Regions from separate parts of the Mus musculus genome. Here all the other regions are linked to region 1. A link is a contact called in public HiChIP or PLAC-seq and promoter capture Hi-C data. All regions are on one chromosome and are shown on one strand. Each heading gives the region's core, a stretch centred on a gene start, on an enhancer-like site or on the middle of the called end of the contact. The rest is flanking DNA. Distances are from core to core; before and after follow the strand shown.

Evidence for each region. Promoter capture Hi-C pulls out the DNA fragments that hold promoters and counts their contacts. HiChIP or PLAC-seq counts read pairs in DNA pulled down with a chosen protein or histone mark.
Region 2: a promoter capture Hi-C map of hippocampal neurons shows a contact between it and region 1, with 4 times the contacts expected there. The contact joins the promoter of Kif1b here to the promoter of Tardbp in region 1. A contact is called at or near these places in 13 of 39 promoter capture datasets (the 3T3-L1 cell line, the C10 cell line, cranial neural crest and 9 more) and 4 of 115 datasets of contacts at active chromatin or transcription factors (embryonic hindbrain, embryonic stem cells, epiblast stem cells and 1 more).
Region 3: a contact with region 1 is called in an H3K27ac HiChIP or PLAC-seq map of extraembryonic endoderm stem cells, with 2.9 times the contacts expected there. The contact joins the promoter of Nppb here to the promoter of Tardbp in region 1. A contact is called at or near these places in 1 of 39 promoter capture datasets (stem cell-derived epiblast-like cells) and 1 of 115 datasets of contacts at active chromatin or transcription factors (extraembryonic endoderm stem cells).
Region 4: a contact with region 1 is called in a promoter capture Hi-C map of pre-B cells, with 3 times the contacts expected there. The contact joins the promoter of Pgd here to the promoter of Tardbp in region 1. A contact is called at or near these places in 5 of 39 promoter capture datasets (cranial neural crest, hippocampal neurons, liver and 2 more), 1 of 484 Hi-C or Micro-C datasets (embryonic stem cells), 7 of 115 datasets of contacts at active chromatin or transcription factors (astrocytes, bone marrow-derived dendritic cells, embryonic forebrain and 4 more) and 2 of 9 other capture datasets (embryonic stem cells and liver).

Annotation. Positions count from the first base shown.
Region 1 is chr4:148,624,789-148,629,063 of GRCm38.p6, reverse strand. It overlaps Tardbp (TAR DNA binding protein), which reads left to right and starts at 2,068. Exons shown (of 6, transcript NM_145556.4): 1 at 2,068-2,383; 2 at 3,688-3,939. The coding sequence starts at 3,702.
Region 2 is chr4:149,305,475-149,309,749 of GRCm38.p6, reverse strand. It overlaps Kif1b (kinesin family member 1B), which reads left to right and starts at 2,017. Exons shown (of 49, transcript NM_001290995.1): 1 at 2,017-2,321.
Region 3 is chr4:147,983,983-147,988,257 of GRCm38.p6, reverse strand. It overlaps Nppb (natriuretic peptide type B), which reads right to left and starts at 2,358. Exons shown (of 3, transcript NM_008726.6): 1 at 2,157-2,358; 2 at 1,740-1,962; 3 at 1,053-1,296. The coding sequence starts at 2,282. The coding sequence ends at 1,280.
Region 4 is chr4:149,164,792-149,169,066 of GRCm38.p6, reverse strand. It overlaps Pgd (phosphogluconate dehydrogenase), which reads left to right and starts at 2,362. Exons shown (of 13, transcript NM_001081274.2): 1 at 2,362-2,480; 2 at 2,985-3,060; 3 at 3,838-4,017. The coding sequence starts at 2,473.

The sequences.
Region 1 (4,275 bases), core at 819-3,318:
TCACACCTCTAATACCAGTACGCTAGAATAGAAACAACAGCAAAGACCAGCATGGGCTATGCATTAAGTTGGAGGCCAGCGGGAGCCACATGAGACTCTGACCCAAAAAGAAAAATAATAATTAAATAAAAACCCAATATGGTCTAGCCAGATGTGGAGGCATAGATACACCTTTCATCCCAGCACTTGGAAAGTGGAGGCAGGCAGAGCTCTCTGAGTTCCAGGGCAGCTGTAATGATGCATATCTATAGTTCCCGAAGTCTGGAGACCTGCCTGGGGGAAAGACTGATTTGAAGGTCAACCTGGAATATACAGTAGGACCCTGTCTAAAAAAAAAAAAAAAGATAGCTGGTGCCAGCTAGATGGCTCACAGAAAAACTCACACAGAGCAGGTTTGGTTTCCCACAGAGACGTGAACACAGAAAATAAATAAAAAATGCAAGCTGGGCGTGGTGGCGCACGCCTTTAATCCCAGCACTCGGGAGGCAGAGACAGGCGGATTTCTGAGTTTGAAGCCAGCCTGGTCTACAAAGTGAGTTCCACGACAGCCAGGGCTACACAGAGAAACCTTTTCTCGAAAAACCAAAAAAAAAAAAAAAAAAAAAAAAAAAAATCAAAAAAAAAAAATGCAATCATCCTTTTAAACTACTGTTAAAGTTCTTGACTTTTCCAGGCATGGTAGCACAGGTCTGTAATCCCGGACAGTCAGGAGGCCAGGCCCAGGCTCTGCTGTATGAAACCTTGTCTTAGGAGACAAACAAAAAACCATTTTGGTGACTCACACCTGTAATCCCAACACTGAAGGCGCAGATTCAGGAAAGGCATAGCAAATCTGAGGCCAGCCTGGTCTACACAGTAAGTTCTAAGCCAGCCAAAGACTACGCAGAAATCCTGTTTTGTTTGTTTGTTTGTTAAGTTCAAAACCAAAAAGTAAATAATGCTGGGTGGAAGGACTCATGCCTATAATCCCAGCACTCAGATGGTTGAGGCAGGAGGACAGGCCAGGAGTTCCTGGCCAGCCTGGGCTCTAATGGAAGTTAGGGGCTAGACATTAACATCTGTTCTTCCAATGCCATCTTCTTACAAGGTAGCTGTGAGGAGGAAATGAATTCATTTATAAACTTAAAGTGGGAAGGCTTGGCCTGATGGTGATCTGCAATCCTACCCCATTCCTCCCAGAAGGGAGGCAGAGGCAGGAGGAACCCAGCAAGCTCAAGGCCAGCCTGTTCTGTACAGCAAGACCCAGTTTCAGTAAATAAAGCAACTGTGTAAAACCTTTGTGCCTAAGCTTTGAATCTGATACACCAAGAAATTCCAACCCTGAGTAAAGAGTCTACATCTGCTGCTTGGTGGTAGAGCTAGCCTTCAGCCTTTTTAAAGTTATACTAGGACTCGTCAACTGGAACCGAAATACTGAAACATCCAAGTAGTTTTTTGCTGTAGGATTCAGACCCTAGTGGGGCCTCTTTCTCATGGTGACTTCATGCAAGGTACTCAACTCTGTGCCTCAGTTTCTTCACTTATTGAAAGAGGAGAGAGTATCACGACTATCGTGTAGACTGCTAGGGCAGCATCCACACTTGGCAGCCTTGATGAGTTAAAGGACAGCCTGGGCTACACAGTGACTTTGAGATCCCTGTCTCTAAAACAGTATCTGATGGCTAAGCCCAAGGTCAATGGGAAGACACTTGCCTGCCATTCACAAGATTCTGGTTTGTTTTTCTCCCCCTAGAGCCAGAGAGTGCTAAAAGGTACTTGATACAAAATAGTACTTAGAACAGGGACCATTTTGCAGATCAAAGTTAATGTTTCCACGTTGGAAATTAACGAGCAAAGGCAGAAGACATTTAAGAGTCGCCTTTAGACTAGGAACCCAGGGTTCCCAGGGATTCCCCCCCAAGCCCTTACGCGTTCAGTCGCAGGCTCCGCCCCCTTTCCCTCCTAGCCCCGCCCCTGCCGCCCCAGTCCCGGCCTGCGCTAGTCTCGCGCATTCTCGGCGCGCGCGAGCTCCTCGACTAGGGCCGGCCGTTGGTCAGGCGAAGCCATCTACCGCGTTACGTAGGGGGACTCGGAAGGCCGAGTGGCCGTTCTGTCCTTCATCTGTCAGTTTTTCAGACCCAGCTGTTTTCATTGTTGCGTTTCTTTACTTTTTTCTATACGCCGAAGAGCCTGCTAGCATCCGAGCCTCTGGGAGGAGAGAGCGCCTGTGGCTTCCCTCGGAGAGCGCCCCTCCTGCAGGGAAGCCAGTGGGAGAGGCCGAAGGCGGGCGAGGGCGGGAGGCGGCCCTAGCGCCATTTTGTGGGCACGGAGCGGTAGCGCGGCTGTTGTCGGATTCCTTCCCGTCTGTGCTTCCTCCTTGTGCTTCCTAGCAGTGGCCTAGCGGGTAGGTTGGTCGCCAAGGCCGGCCTGCGTGCCTCGAGTGTTGCTTCGGAGAGGCCCGGTGCGGCCTGCGCCGCGGGGAGGGAGCGGTAGAGCGGGGCCTGGTTGGCCTCGCGCAGCCGCGTCGTTAAGGCCTAAGCGCGGGCAGTAGCCGGAGCGGGACGCCGGGCCTCTGCTTGGCTGTGAAGCCACGGGCGGAAGTGTGTGGCCGCCCCGGGTTTCCAGGCGTCCTAGTCCCTGTAGATTGTCGCTTTTGAGAATAACTGTTGTCACCATGGGACTTGGACCTCCGCGGGCCCCACCCTGGGCCCAGTTGAAAGGGGGGGAAAATCATCAACGTTGTCTGTCGCGCACGGCCTTCTGGGAAGCGGCGGCCTACCTCCCGGAGTAGCCGTCGTTGCTCCCTCGACGCCTAACTTTAGCCAGACCTTTCCGAGGATGAGCACCAGAACTGCTAGATAACTGTTCTGATGTCGGTGTTCGTGCTCCACCAGCACAGGGAGGGTTCCTCAGATCCCAATGCTTGGCTGGTTTTTTCCACGTTAAAGCACGTGCTAAACCCGATTCAGGTCCAGGCTATAGAAGAAACTTAATTCAGAATGGTTACGAAATACGGTAGCCTGTAATCTGTGCGCTCCAGGTAAGAAATGACGAGTGCAAGAAAAAAAATCGGGGCAGATACTTAGTTCTTTAACACCTTGTTTTTGTCTGGCTTTGTAGCCAACGGGCCACATGGTAACACTGTTGCCATTTTAGCACCGGAAGCTTATAGTGTGCGCTGAGAAAATAGAACTGGCGGGCAGAGCGCCACATGAACACCGGTTTTCCCTGTGGCTGCCCCGGAACTCAGTAGACTAGGCCAGCCTCGAACTCAAAAAGATCTGCCTGCCTCAAGAGTGCTGAGATTAAAGGCGTGGGTTATCGTGCTCGACAAAAATCACATTTTTTTTTAAAGATTTATTTTATTAATATATGTAAGTACACTGTAGCTGTCTTCAGACACTCCAGAAGAGGGAGTCAGATCTTGTTGCGGATGGTTGTGAGCCACCATGTGGTTGCTGGGATTTGAACTCTGGACCTTCTGAAGAGCAGTCGGGTGCTCTTACCCACTGAGCCATCTCAACAGCCCCCAAAATCACATTTTTATTTTAGAAAATACCTTTTCTCTATTTTTTTTTCAGGGATGGCAAAAGAAACATTTTAGGTAGCAGGAATCTTTTCAGGAAGTGGGAATAAAGTGGTGTGATAATAGCCAATTATGAAAAGATAACTCCTCTGATTTTCTTGCTCATTTCTTTTTCCTTTAAGAGATTTAAGCAAAGATGTCTGAATATATTCGGGTAACAGAAGATGAGAACGATGAACCCATTGAAATACCATCAGAAGACGATGGGACGGTGTTGCTGTCCACAGTTACAGCCCAGTTTCCAGGGGCATGCGGCCTGCGCTACCGGAATCCCGTGTCTCAGTGTATGAGAGGAGTCCGACTGGTGGAAGGAATTCTGCATGCCCCAGATGCTGGCTGGGGCAATCTGGTATATGTTGTCAACTATCCCAAAGGTTTGTTAATCATTTTGGTTTTGCTGTATTGCTGGCCATGGTTAGACTTCCGTGCCATCTTAATTTAAGTGAGACTATAATATCCAGGGCTTCATGTGTGCTGGGAGAATAGTCTATTGTTGAGCTCCAACTTGAGGGTTTGGTCGTTATGGAGGAATGTTTCCTATGACCCTAACTTTTTCATAAACTTTGTTTAGACTTAGACTACTCTGGCAGGTCAGCAGTTTAAGTAAATGGAAATTGAAAAGCAGGATTCTTTTTTTGAGGAGCATGAATTTAAATGTGAAGCTGGCAGAACATGGTCATTGCTAATTTTAGGTGGTGAAACCTAAATGC
Region 2 (4,275 bases), core at 768-3,267, 680 kb before region 1:
AGTGCAGGTGTCCTTGGAGATGTCAGAGCCCCCTGGAGCTGGAGTTACAGGTGGTTGTGCTTTGCCCAAATGTGGGTACTGGGAGCTCTGGTCCTTTTCATAGCAAGAAGTACACTTCCCTGCAGACCCATCTCTCTAGCGCCTCCTTCTTTATAGCGAGACGGTTGAAGACCTTTCTCCTGGCTTTCTGAAACGTAAGTGTGTCCATGTCAGCAGCTCTTGCTCCTGTGCAAATCCATCAGCGCTTCTCTACCCCTGATGATTCAGCTCCTCTTCCTCTTTCCTTCCTCCTCCTCCTCTTCTTCCTCCTCCTCCATTTCAAGAACGGAAGTCAGGGCTTCCCACATGCTAAACAAGCGCACCCCACTTAGCCACACTTCCATGCCAACTTCTTGCTTTAGGTATTTTATTGATGTCTGTTAAACTTTATTGTTATGGTACAGTGGGGGTGTAAGGTGTGTCTGTGTCAGAAGATGACTGTGTTCATCAGGCACTCTCCATCCACCTGGACACGGGCTCTGGACACCGCACTGGGATCCTCAGCTCATCGGAAGCACTTTACCCACTAAGCCATCTAGGTTTGTTTAAGACAGGGTTTCTCTATGTAGCCCAGGCTGACCTTCCACTCAAATCGTTGCTCCTAATATTTTAAGCAATTCTATTCTGTGTGTGTTTCAGAATAAATGACATCAACTCCTTTTGTGGGAAGGTGGAGTGTACATTCTAAAGAAAATGAGAGCTGGGCTTAGTGGTACGGATCTTTAATCCCAGCAGTCAGGAAGCAGAGGTAGACAGATCTCTCTGTAGGTTTCAAGACAGCCTTGTCTGCTTGGTGAGTTTCAGGAGAGCCTGAGCTACCAAGACCCTCTGTCTTGAACAAACAAGAACAAACAAGTAAATAAACACAATGAGAAGTGTCCAATGAATGTGGAATAGTGGGAGTCTGGAACTTCAGTGGCATGGTGATTGCCCAGAGTCGTTAGTGTAGAAAGTTAATTCTCACGTTTTAGTGTGTAGGCCTTTCTCTACCCAGTAATTCTGTATTAAAGTCAGGGTTGAGAGAAAAAAAAAAATCTTACTTTCAATTTCTGCTAATAAATCCAAACCACATCCTCTAACCTTAAAATGCAGTGTGATTGGCAGGTTGTCATTGTGATATTTTACTAAGCACTGAATTGAGCTGCTTATGAACGTCTGTGGGGCTTTTCATTTGAGCTGAACCTAAATCTGATTTTTAAAAAACATGGCTCATAGAGCTTTTGTGTTCTTATGAGCCCTGGTAACCCCCTCTAGGGGCATCTCTCTCAGGCCGCTCAGTCCATTCACTGGGCGCGATACAAAGCGTTTTGTTCCTGTGCTCACACCAGCACGCCATCTCCCAAGGAGACGCTGAATGCCCACTAAGTCATGCTTTCCCATTACTCATTCCTCCTTTTCTCCCAAGGTGGCGTGTGGGAGGTGTTGTGCTGGGGTTCGACAAGAATAGGCTAGGAAGCTTTCTGCTGGATACACTCATGCCTGAGCGTGGTTCCGTTCCCACCGCGCCGGGCTCGGTGGCTTCACCGTTTGAGCTGTTTTTCTAAACGGACAATGACTCCACACTCGGCCGCTCCCACATAATCCCAGCTCTCCGGATGGCATCTGGACCGTCCAGTCCCGCCCGGTCACTGAGCCACTTTTTGTCCCCTTACGAAGCGGGTCATTCGGCTACACAGGCGCGGCTGCTACCCACTAACACCTTTCCGGGGGTCACCCGGGAGGGAACTCTGGACACCGGCTTCGCCCACCAGGCACGCCCGCACCCGCACCCGCATCGGCTCCCGTACCACCAGGGGGCGCTCGAGTGTCTCCGTCGCTCCGCCGGCACCTCCCGCCCCCTCTTCCAGCCACGCTTTACTATTGGTCATCTGTCTCAAGGTCTTCATCGCGATTGGTCACCTTCCGCGTCGGTCTCGGTTGCTGGGCGGGCCGAGGTGACGCTCGGCGCTCTAGCTCGGGGCGGTGTCCCGCGCCGGCGGCTTCGGGCGGAGTTTGGCGAGCAGCGTCGCGGTGTAGTCAGACGGCAGTGGTCCCGGGAGGCGACAGCTCGGATCCGGGCTTCTCTCTGTTCCTCCGCCGCATCCACAGCCGCGCCCCGGCCTCCCGCCAATCCTCGATGCAGAGCTGGGCGGCCGCGTGATGGGGCTGCGGAGCGGCGCCCTGCGGCTCGCGGCGGCCGCTGCCTGCGCTGAGGTGCGTCGGTGCCCGGCCTCCCGCGCCCCTGCGCGCCTCGGCGTCTTCTGACTCGGCCGGCTCGCCCGTCTGTCCGCAGCGCGGCTGAGGTGAGGAGGCTGAGGTGGGGCGGCCGAGGCGAGGTGGGCGGTGGTGCCGCGGCGCCGGTGTAGGGGGCCGCTCCCGCGGGAGGGACTCCCGGCCGGTGACGGGCCTGGAGGGGGCAAAGCGAGGAAGCGGCGCGGCCGGCCGGGGCTCTGGCTCCGCGGTGAGGAGCCTCGCCCTCCGTGGAGAGACCTGGCCGGCCGGCCGCGAGCGCCGGGCTTTGGTCCAGCGGCCTGCCGGTCCCCTGCAGTGCCCTGCACCAGCCCTCCGCTTCCCCTGGGCTGCCAGGCCCCGCTCTGTCCGCGGGCCAGCAGATCGGTCGCTGTCCCGCCGTATGTGCGCACATTGCAGCTCTGAGGAGCCAGCCGATCTCTCCCCCCTCATCTGCTCTCTCACCCCCTATTGTGGTTGGCATCAGGGTTCCAACCGGGAATGTGGCAATGCCCCTGAGCCCGATGAAGGTAGGAAAGGGCATCCGACAGAGCGGAGGGCGCAAGGGCTGGACGGAGGAAGCGATGCAGAGGGAGGGGGCTTGTTGGATGCTGGCCAGATGGGAGGAAGGCTGGTGTGGGCTCGACGTTCAGCCGACCAGGATCACTCTGGCAGCCATATTGGGAGGATGATCTGACAAATCCTTTAGGAGCCAAGTCCGGTTGCTGGTAGGCACCGAGTGACAGCCCTGGCAGCTTTCAGGGTGACTGGCCGCACCAGAAGCCAAGTTGTGGGGGTTGGGAGGCCACTCAGAGCAAGCTAGTCATTGTTCATGCAACGCAAACCCTCACCGACTGGAAATGCAAAATTGAGCTCCCAAATCACTTTTTCTCTTTGGTGAATTGCTATATGAGCCTTCAGGGTAAACTGGCTTGAAGATTCCATTCTTGTTGGGGTGAAATTCTGTGTTTCTGTCCTTATCATCGCAATCCACCGCTGCTTTGGCCCTCGAAGGCCTGTTGATGTTTAAGGCCACTTTACCATATTGGAGGCTCTTGGCGTATTGCATGGCGTGCATAGATTTGCATAGTATCTCTTCGTGCAGAGATTAGGGAAAGTGGAATAAACTGGTAGCAGAGAAGACTTGCAGCAGTATCTCGGAGGATGCAGGTTGTCATCTTTGTGGAATCTGGAGGTAGCCTAATTTAGATTGTCAACAGATCTCTTGCTTATGTAGCTCTCTCTGGTCCAAGCAGCTGTTCTGCCAACACTAAGCATGCTGCTTTGTGTCATGATGTGCCTGTCTCAACCCAGAGAAAAGTGGTGTTCAGCTTTGAATAACTGTTTAAAAGTGATATTATAGTGGATATTGGACTTAAAGGTTGGCATTTTGTGGATTCGGCTTAGTCATAACCAAATTTTAGCTTGCGTTCTCATTTGAGAAGCGTGGTAGTTGATATTGATTATGAAGTAATTGAAGTTGTTAATGTTCTATTTGAGGAGAGACTTTGAAGATTACTCATCTTGATGTTTTAAAGTAGATTTAGAAATGATCAATAACTGGCTTCAGAGAGAGCCTGTAAATGTGTTTTCCTAGACTTTGATCCTGCACAGGATCTGGAGAGATGGTGTGACTCCTGCCTTCTTTATGCCCTTTAATTTAAACTTCATTTATTATATATATTTGTTTTTGGGAGGGAGTTGGAGCGCTAGCTCGGGTCTTAGACATGTTAGACAAGCTGTCTACTAATGAGCTAGACTCCCACGATCCATGCTCCCTTTTTTAAATGCGTAAGTTCTTTTTTCCCCCTATTTTAATTATCTGTCTACTTAAGAATAACTACAAAAACAAATTCCAATGTTTTTCTATTTCTAAGAAAAATCAGCACACTATTTTTTTTTTTTTTATAATTTTTACCGTTAGGCAATCTCAGTGAACTTTCAACAGACACTAATTTTGTTTTTTTTTTTAATTTGTTTATTTTATGTGTATGAGTGTTTTGCTTGCATGTATATGTATATGCACTG
Region 3 (4,275 bases), core at 1,109-3,608, 640 kb after region 1:
GCGAGGTGTCCCTCTGGGTAGCCTTTCCAGGACTTTGCTTGGAAAAAGATAGCCAAGTACTGGGTGCAGCATGAGTCACACCCAAGCAATGGACCCCTATTAACAGATGTGCCTAGTCTCCTGGGAAAATGGGTGTGTACTGTCCCCTGAGCAGAGGTGCAGGCTGCAAGCAGGTGATGGCTCAAATGTGCATCTGTAGGATGAGCCATGAGTGGGTTAGAGTGTCTATGCCAGCAGCAAGCCTAAGTCCCTGGCTTGGAAGAGATTGTGTGGACAGTGATGAGAACCTGGGTCAGAACGTAGCTCTGCTGCTTACTAACTTCACGACCCTGGGCAAATCACAGGACCGCTCTCTCTATGCCTAGGTTTCCCTGCCTGCCAAAGGAGGGTGCTCAGCTTCTTCTCAGAGTCACAAGGGGCTGTCCCAGCTGATGGAACCGTGCCTGCCTTGTTAAAAAGGGCTTTGTCCACATCAACTGTTCTAGCTACTCGTTGCCTCTGCATCAGAAGCATCAGAAGATGACTCACGGATGCTTGGAAAATAAGCTACTTTTTAAACCTCAACTTTAAAAAAGAAAAAAAAAACCCTCATTGCTTTCATTAGATATCCACAGCCTTGAGTGCACACAAGATCGAAATGAGAAATCACACGAAGAGCCACCTCTCGGTCCCCTCTCTCCATTAGACACTCTCCAGAGCTCTGCTCAAGCCAGCCAGAACAGATGTGCCAGCCACTCAGCTGTCCCCTCATGTCCCAGGAGGCCTGGCTTTTCTGAATTTCAGTTTTCTCGCCCATAAAATGGGAGTGATGATAATCATGACATTACTAGTCATGAGGACCTTTGGCCCTCAGCTGAGTTTCGGTGATACATGGCATTCAAAGGAGAGGGTTCCAGCTGGGCAGCCGTGGTACATGCCCTTGATCCCTGCACTCTGGTGGGAGAGGCAGGTGGATCTCTGCGAGTTTGAGGACAGCCAGGTCTATCTTAAACCAAAATAAACAAAAGCAAAGTAAAAGAGCTAAGAGATAGATTGAAACTCACGGACACAAATCCTTTTCAAAAGCAGGAAATACGCTATGTTTATTATGTTGTGGCAAGTTTGTGCTCCAAGATAAGAAACAGTCTTGTAGAAAAACAACAAAATAAATTAAAAAATAAAAATAAAAATAAATATAAATAAATAAATAAATAGGATCACTTCAAAGGTGGTCCCAGAGCTGGGGAAAGAGACCCAGGCAGAGTCAGAAACTGGAGTCTCCTGCAGCCAGGAGGTCTTCCTACAACAACTTCAGTGCTGTGGGGAGGAGAGACAGGGCAATGTCACACTCGGAAGTGAAACTGAAGCAGGTGCCGAGTCCCCCACCACCACCACACCCCCATCTTCAGTCCCCAGATGATGTCGAAGTTTAAGGCTCTGGAAAAAGCTATCTCACAGGGCCTCTGTTTCTCCTGTAAAGTGGGTTGGGCATGCCCTTTGCCTGAGGGGAAATGCTCAGAACTCTTTCTGCCTTGTGAAGGGGTGATTAGACATCAGGCAGTCTGCTCCCTCAGAGCGTGTGACCCCTCTGATGGAAGGTAGGTGCTGACCTGTGAGAATGTAATGCAGAACCCATGTGATATTTCCTGACAGGCTGCAGGAGTATGCCAGATAGCAAACCTAGGGGCCTCTAAGGGTAGCATGCACGGGGATGGGATGGGTGTGCAGCTTTGCAGGGAAGTGGCAAGGTAGGTGCTCACCGTTACAGCCCAAACGACTGACGGATCCGATCCGGTCTATCTTGTGCCCAAAGCAGCTTGAGATATGTGTCACCTTGGAATTTTGAGGTCTCTGCTGGACCCGGAGGGTGCTGCCTTGAGACCGAAGGACTCTTTTTGGGTGTTCTTTTGTGAGGCCTTGGTCCTTCAAGAGCTGTCTCTGGGCCATTTCCTCCGACTTTTCTCTTATCAGCTCCAGCAGCTTCTGTGATGGATTGGGGAGCCCAGACGTCAGAAACACACACACCTGAATCCCCCATCCTTCCATAGTGCTCATCAGTTAAGAGATATGCTGCCCAATCTTTCAGTTTGCTGACTCTCACATGGCTAATTCCCAAAGGACTCGAGGTCTTTTCATTGCCGCTTCCCAAACCCTTCAGGCAGACCCTCAGTGCTCACCTGCATCTTGAATTGCTCTGGAGACTGGCTAGGACTTCCCAGAGGATAGGAGTGACCTCCCAGCGGTGACAGATAAAGGAAAAGCAGAAACAGAATCATCTGGGACAGCACCTTCAGGAGATCCATGCCGCAGAAGCGATGGGCCAGGCAATGATGCCGTGTTCTCCCTTGTCTCGCCTCCCCAAGCAGCTTGTGCACTGGTGTCTTCAACAACGGTGCCTCTGCCTTTTATACTGGGGCTGAGTGTCCGGCCAGACCTTTTCACGGAGTAGGGGTGGGGTTATCTCTGATTTATCAGCTGCATTCCTGCCGGCTGAGCTCAGGACCTGAGAATTCACCCCTCTGTGCCTGTGTGGAGTATTCATTGTGGGTGGAGGCTGTGGAGAGCAAGCCTTGTATAGAAATGGGCTGGGCTAGGGTGGGGGTGTGCGGAACACACTAACAGTCCTTGCTTCCTGCTCCCTTCTTTCATGCAGAGCCTGAGGGCCTATGACATCCTGCCCCACCCCTATTGGAAATGGCGGGGAGAGCCCCAGCTTTCCCAGCCTGTGGCGAGTGTGGGGCTTATGGCGTGACTCATGGAAAACATTCCCAAACAACACCCACCATCACCAGCCTCCCGGGGAGAGTGTCCTCCAAACCTGTAATCCAGGCCCGGCCTGGCTTCCCAGCACCTAGCTGGACTGCACTACTTCCGGGTACTCTGGTAGCTGTCCGTGGTTCTGATCGCCACACGTGTACTTCACACCAACTTTCAAGCTCTCTCCTCAACCGATTTCCAGGCCAGAAGGAGCTATGTGGCTCACACAATGGTTTTGATACCCACCTTCCAACAACCCCCCTCAAAAACTTGTGAAGATTTCAGCTTGAGGATGCTCACTCTCCAGTGTCAACTGATTAAAAGCTGGGATATGACAAGGAACTTCTGGAATTCCAACCCTCCTTTCTGACCCTTAACAAGAAGAGCTGATTAGGATAGAATTTTGAGTCTGACCCAAAGATGAGGTCACGTAGCCATGCCATCTGGGGCATCATCTCTGGGTGCCAAAGTCTCCTCCCCCACCATGAGTGGAAGAGAAAGTGTGCCTAGACTCCAGACGTGTGGGAAAGGCCTCTCCCCAGCTCTCTCTTAGCTGATCGGCCAACAGTGACGTCTCCCTCACACAACGCACCCAGCCTCCCACTCAGATGAGAATTGAGACTCTGAGGAAGTGAAGCTGAGGCATATACACCCAGGTGTGCGCCCAGTGTCTCTATCCCTTCTGCAGAATCTGTGCTAACAACTGTCAGGTTGGTCAAGGACAATGACCAGGAGTGGCAGTGGGTTAAGGCAGAGATGGAGAAAGGGGATAGTTAGAAGATCATGAGTCCAGAACCAGTCACATTTGGAGAAAGCTGTTAGGTTCTTCTGCAAGCTTCTGGGCCTCTCGGACCCATGTTTGCATGAGATTCTGTGTTCTGACCCAAGGGAAACACACACTCTCTTCTAAGCAATTGTTTAGGAGAGGCAGAGAATGCCTCCATCTCCACTCTTAGCTCAACCCTTCTCCTTGCACATGAATTTGTCTCCTAATCCTAATCCTTCTCACACAATTTCCCTCTGAGAAACCAATTAGCCTACCACCCCCACGTCCAGTTTCAGTAAATTCTCAGGACACAGGCAGAATAAAGCCAGATTCTTGGCTAACAGGTCATACAAAGGACCCCCAGCCAAGTTCCTGATAGAGCTTATCTCTCCTCTGAGATAGCCACTATCCACATCTCTATCACCATTCCTGTCATCTGGCTTGTGTGTGGCAGGAGCTTGAAGCCATTGGTAATGTAACACCCACAATCAGGAAGCAGAGAGCAGTAAATTCCTCTCTCTCTCTCTCTCTCTCTCTCTCTCTCTCTCTCTCCATTTATATAGTCCAGAACCCCATCCATGGATCGGGGCCACCCACAGTGGGTCTTCGCTCCTCAACTAACACAATAAAAATAATCCCCAGTGCTGGAAGATGGCTGAGGTGCTTTAGAACACTGGTTGCTCTTCTAGAGGACCTAGGTTTGGTTCCCGTGCCCACATGGTGGCTCACAATTACTTACAACTCCAGTTCCAGGGGATCTGACACCCTCTTTC
Region 4 (4,275 bases), core at 1,113-3,612, 540 kb before region 1:
AGGGCACACCTGTGATTCAGTTCTTCAGGCTGAAAGACACAGGCTTTTGATTTAGATCTTGAGGCACAGTGGCCATGAAAAGCTTAGGCCCTAGCCGGGTGTGGTGGTACACACCTTTAATCCCAGCACTTGGGAGGCAGAGGCAGGTAGATTTCTGAGTTCCGGGCCAGCCTGGTCTACAGAGTGAGTTCCAGGACAGCCAGGGCTACACAGAGAAACCCTGTCTCGAAAAACCAAAAAAAAAAAAAAAAAAAAAAAGAAAGAAAGAAAGAAAGAAAGAAAGAAAGAAAGAAAAGAAAGGTTAGGCCCAGGCAAGGAAGGTAAGTGTCTCCTTGTCTCCTTTAATCCCAGGAGACAGAGGCAAGCAAATCTCTGAGTTCAAGGCCAGTCTGGGGCAGAGCAAGTCCCAAATCCAGGCATGGTGGTAAACATAGCTTCTGCTGGAGACCTGCATAAGGACAATGGGAAAAGGGATGGTTCACTCTTCTTTGCCTGCTTGCTTTTACTTGCCAGCACAGGATTCAAGCTTATACAGAAGACCAGCTAAAATACCCAGCCTCGTGGGACTGAGCAACTACCAGATTCTTGGACTTCCCATCCATAGTTGCCCATTGTTGGGTTAGTTGGACTATAGACTGTAAGTCACTCCAATAATTTCCCTTAATATATAGAGACATTCCATAAGCTCTGTGACTCTAGAGAACCCTGACTAATATAGAAGTTCAAGATTCAACACCACAGCAAATTTAAAAACCACAGCCAAGGCTGTGGACTGAGATCTTGTCTTTTTTTTTTTTTTTTTTTTTCTGGTTTTTCTGGAAGCTCGTCCACCCCCGAGCCTTGTACCTGATAAGACAATGGGCTGACTCTTAAGACTCTTCCAGGAGCTCTTACCTAGTACTCCCTTGTTCCCACCCTTGTTTTGGAAATAATGGTCTAACCAGCTCAGAGTTGGGATAAATGTGTGTTGGTTATAGGGGGCTGGAGGAGTAGGGACATTAGGCATTTATCAGAAACAGATACAGACACAGAGAGAAACAGAAAGTCACTTAGGGCCAGGCAAGGGATATAGCTCAGTGGCAAAGCACTTGTCTAGAATGCTCAAAACCTACGATTTGATTCGTAGTACTGGAGTGAGGGAAAAAAATTCAAGAAGCTGGTGCAAGCCAGTCTTTTCATTTACCATCAAGCGTTATGTCTATGTGCTGTGTGCAAAACTTACAAAAGATAAAAGGAATTCATTGAAGGACATGATAGCCACTCCTAGAGAGAGAGTAGGCAATGGAAAGAACCTGAACCTAGCCAGGCGTGGTAGTACATGCCTTTAATCCCAGCACTCCGGAGGCAGAGGCAGGCGGATTTCTGAGTTCGAGGCTAGCCTGGTCTACTGAGTGAGTTCCAGGACAGGCAGGGCTACACAGAGAAAAAATCCCGCCCCCCGAAAAAAAAAAAAAAAAAAAAAAAAAAAAAGAAAAGAAAAAAGAAAGCAGCGCACCAACACCTGAGTCTGAATGGAAAAGTAAATTGAAACTAAAAGTGTCTGACCAGCGGGCGAAACAGCACCCCAGACCTCCAGCGCCGGAAACTGTAGTGGGGCTGAGGAAATGGTAGAGAAGAGTGCTTGTGTTCCGCTACAAGCACAAGGAAGAACTCACTTCCAGTCTTGCCTCCCCGAGTATCGGCCACGCACGAGGTACACGGACATACATGCAGGCAAACCAATACACAAAAAATAAATAATTATGAAACCACCCCCCCAAAACCCCTCAAGCCTCTCCTCCGCTTCGTTTTCTCTTTCTGTGCGAGTGGGCGCACGCGCCACTGCTGCACGTGGAGGTCAGATGCCAACTTTGCGGAGTGGGTTCCACTTCCACCCGCTTGGCTCTTTACTTGCTGACCGTCTCGTCTTAGTTTGCACCGCTGTTTCTTGACCTGCAAAAATGGTACACACTGAGGTTCCCACAGATAGGACAGACTTGACTCCTGCCTCAGAGTTGAGGGACAGTGAAGGGAAGCAGCAGCCATGGATCAAAAACGCCAGTGGGCTTGGTAAGGGCTGCACCAAGCCCTTAATGTCTTCTCTTTCACGCCGAGCTGCAGACCCGAGCTTCCGCACGAGCGGGAGGCATCGTGCAAGGTCCCGCTAGAACACTTAGAAGAAGCCCTTTAAACGCTCCTAGAACACTTAGAAGAAGCCCTTTAAACGCTCCTCTCCAGCTCGAGGTGCCATCGACTGCTCGGCGCTCTACAGATCTGGGCCCCGGGGGTGGGCGGGTCCGTTTGCCCTCAGGTGGTATAACAGGCGCCGCAGAGACCCAATAGCGTGGGGCATCGGCCCACCCCTGTCTTCTGATTGGCCAGCGTCTCTGTAAGCCTCTCGAGGCGCCGGGAGCCGGACTTCACTGTACTTGCCTCGGAGCGCTCGGTCCTTCGCGTTTCTTCCTCCTCGACTCTGCTTCGTCTGCCTCCGCCATGGCCCAGTGAGTGACCGACACGCGCAGTCGGGCCCGGGAGACTTCCGGGGCTGAGCGTGGTGATGGCGGGGCTCTGCTCAGTTGTCTCCCTGTTCTCCTCAGCCCCGGTGGTCGCCTGGGTCTCCTCGCGCAGCCCTGACCCCTGCACCTCAGGGTCCCCGCCATGGCCAGCGCAAGCTCCGCCACCCCTTCGTGGGAGCTTGCGGCTGCGACGGGCTCGCGGGGAAGGAAGGCCGCGCTGGGTCGGGGACGGCCCACGCCCCTTGTGCTGGCCAGGCCATAAGGAACGACGGGCAGGGCCAGGGGCAGGGCATGGGTGGCTTCGTGTGCCCGGACGCCCTTTAGAAGGAACTTCCATGGAACTGTGGGGTGCAGGGTGCGGTCGATCCTAGGTGCATGGTGTGAGCCGAGAAGGGTGCAGGCTGCCAGTCCTAATAAAAGCCACTAAGTAACACTAATATCCTTTCTTTGTGTTTGCTTTATTGTTTTTTTTTTTTTTTGTCATTTCAGAGCTGACATTGCACTGATCGGACTGGCTGTCATGGGCCAGAACTTAATTTTGAACATGAATGATCATGGATTTGTGGTAAGTAGTGAGGACACGTTGCCTTCCCGCTGAGAGCTGTGATTTGTTTTTCAGAGATCCCAAGGCATCACTCAGTAAGCACTGTTTGGTGTCTTTGTAGAAGAATTTCTGCTTTAGTCGTGCTCCCTCTGTAGTTAAGGGAAGAGCCTCCTTGGATAGAAATAAATATAAAAGCAGTGGTTCTCAACATTATGATTTATAACACTAGCAAATTACAGTTATTGCGTAGTTATGAAAATAGTTTTATGATTGGGGGTCATCACAACACGAGGGGCTATATTAAAGGGTCGCAGCGTTAGGAAGGTTGAAAACCATAGATGTAAAGGGACCCAGATCTTGGAAGCTGTAGCTAGGAAAACTTGGGGTACATGGAGATTGTTTTTCTTTGTAGACAGCAGCTTGTCTCACAGTGTTGTCACACTGGAGTCTCAGGGCCCTCTCATCTCAGCTTTCTGAGTCCAGGGTCAGAGGATCCTCCTGCCTGTGGGCTCTGAATGTTCTTTCTAAATAGTAGCATGGCTTAGACACCAGGATTACCAGGGACAAAGGACCCAGGTAGTAGTGACAGGCTCAACCTGATAAGCAACAAGTGGCAACCGCCTTTCCCTGGGCTCTCTGCTGTGACTGGACTTTGCAGAGATTGCCTAGCACTTAAAAAGAAAAGGCAGGTCAGCTCTCGCTAGACCTTGGACAGAGTAGACGTTTCTCTGTTGCTGCATCTACCACCCGAGGGTCATGTGTGTGCCAGATCCTCTGACAGGCCTTTTGTCCTTCCAGGTCTGTGCTTTCAATAGGACAGTCTCCAAAGTCGATGACTTCTTGGCCAACGAGGCGAAGGGCACCAAGGTGGTTGGTGCACAGTCCTTAAAGGACATGGTCTCCAAACTAAAGAAGCCCCGCCGGGTCATCCTGCTTGTGAAGGCCGGGCAAGCCGTGGATGATTTCATCGAGAAATTAGTAAGGCCAGCTCGGTTCTCGGATGCCGCCCGCAAATCCCTCTAACTGTCTCACTTCTGAGATGGTGGTCTTCAGTGTCTGAGTACAGACTGATGGGTTCTGATAAAGTGCTTGAGTGTTTCAGGCTTGGTTGCCTTGACAGGCACTTATGGAATAGTATTTTTGTTTTGTTTGTTCTTAGTTTTTCAAGACAGGGTTTCTCTGTATAGCCTAGGCCTTCCTGGAACTCACTTTGTAGACCAGGCGGCTCAGACTCAT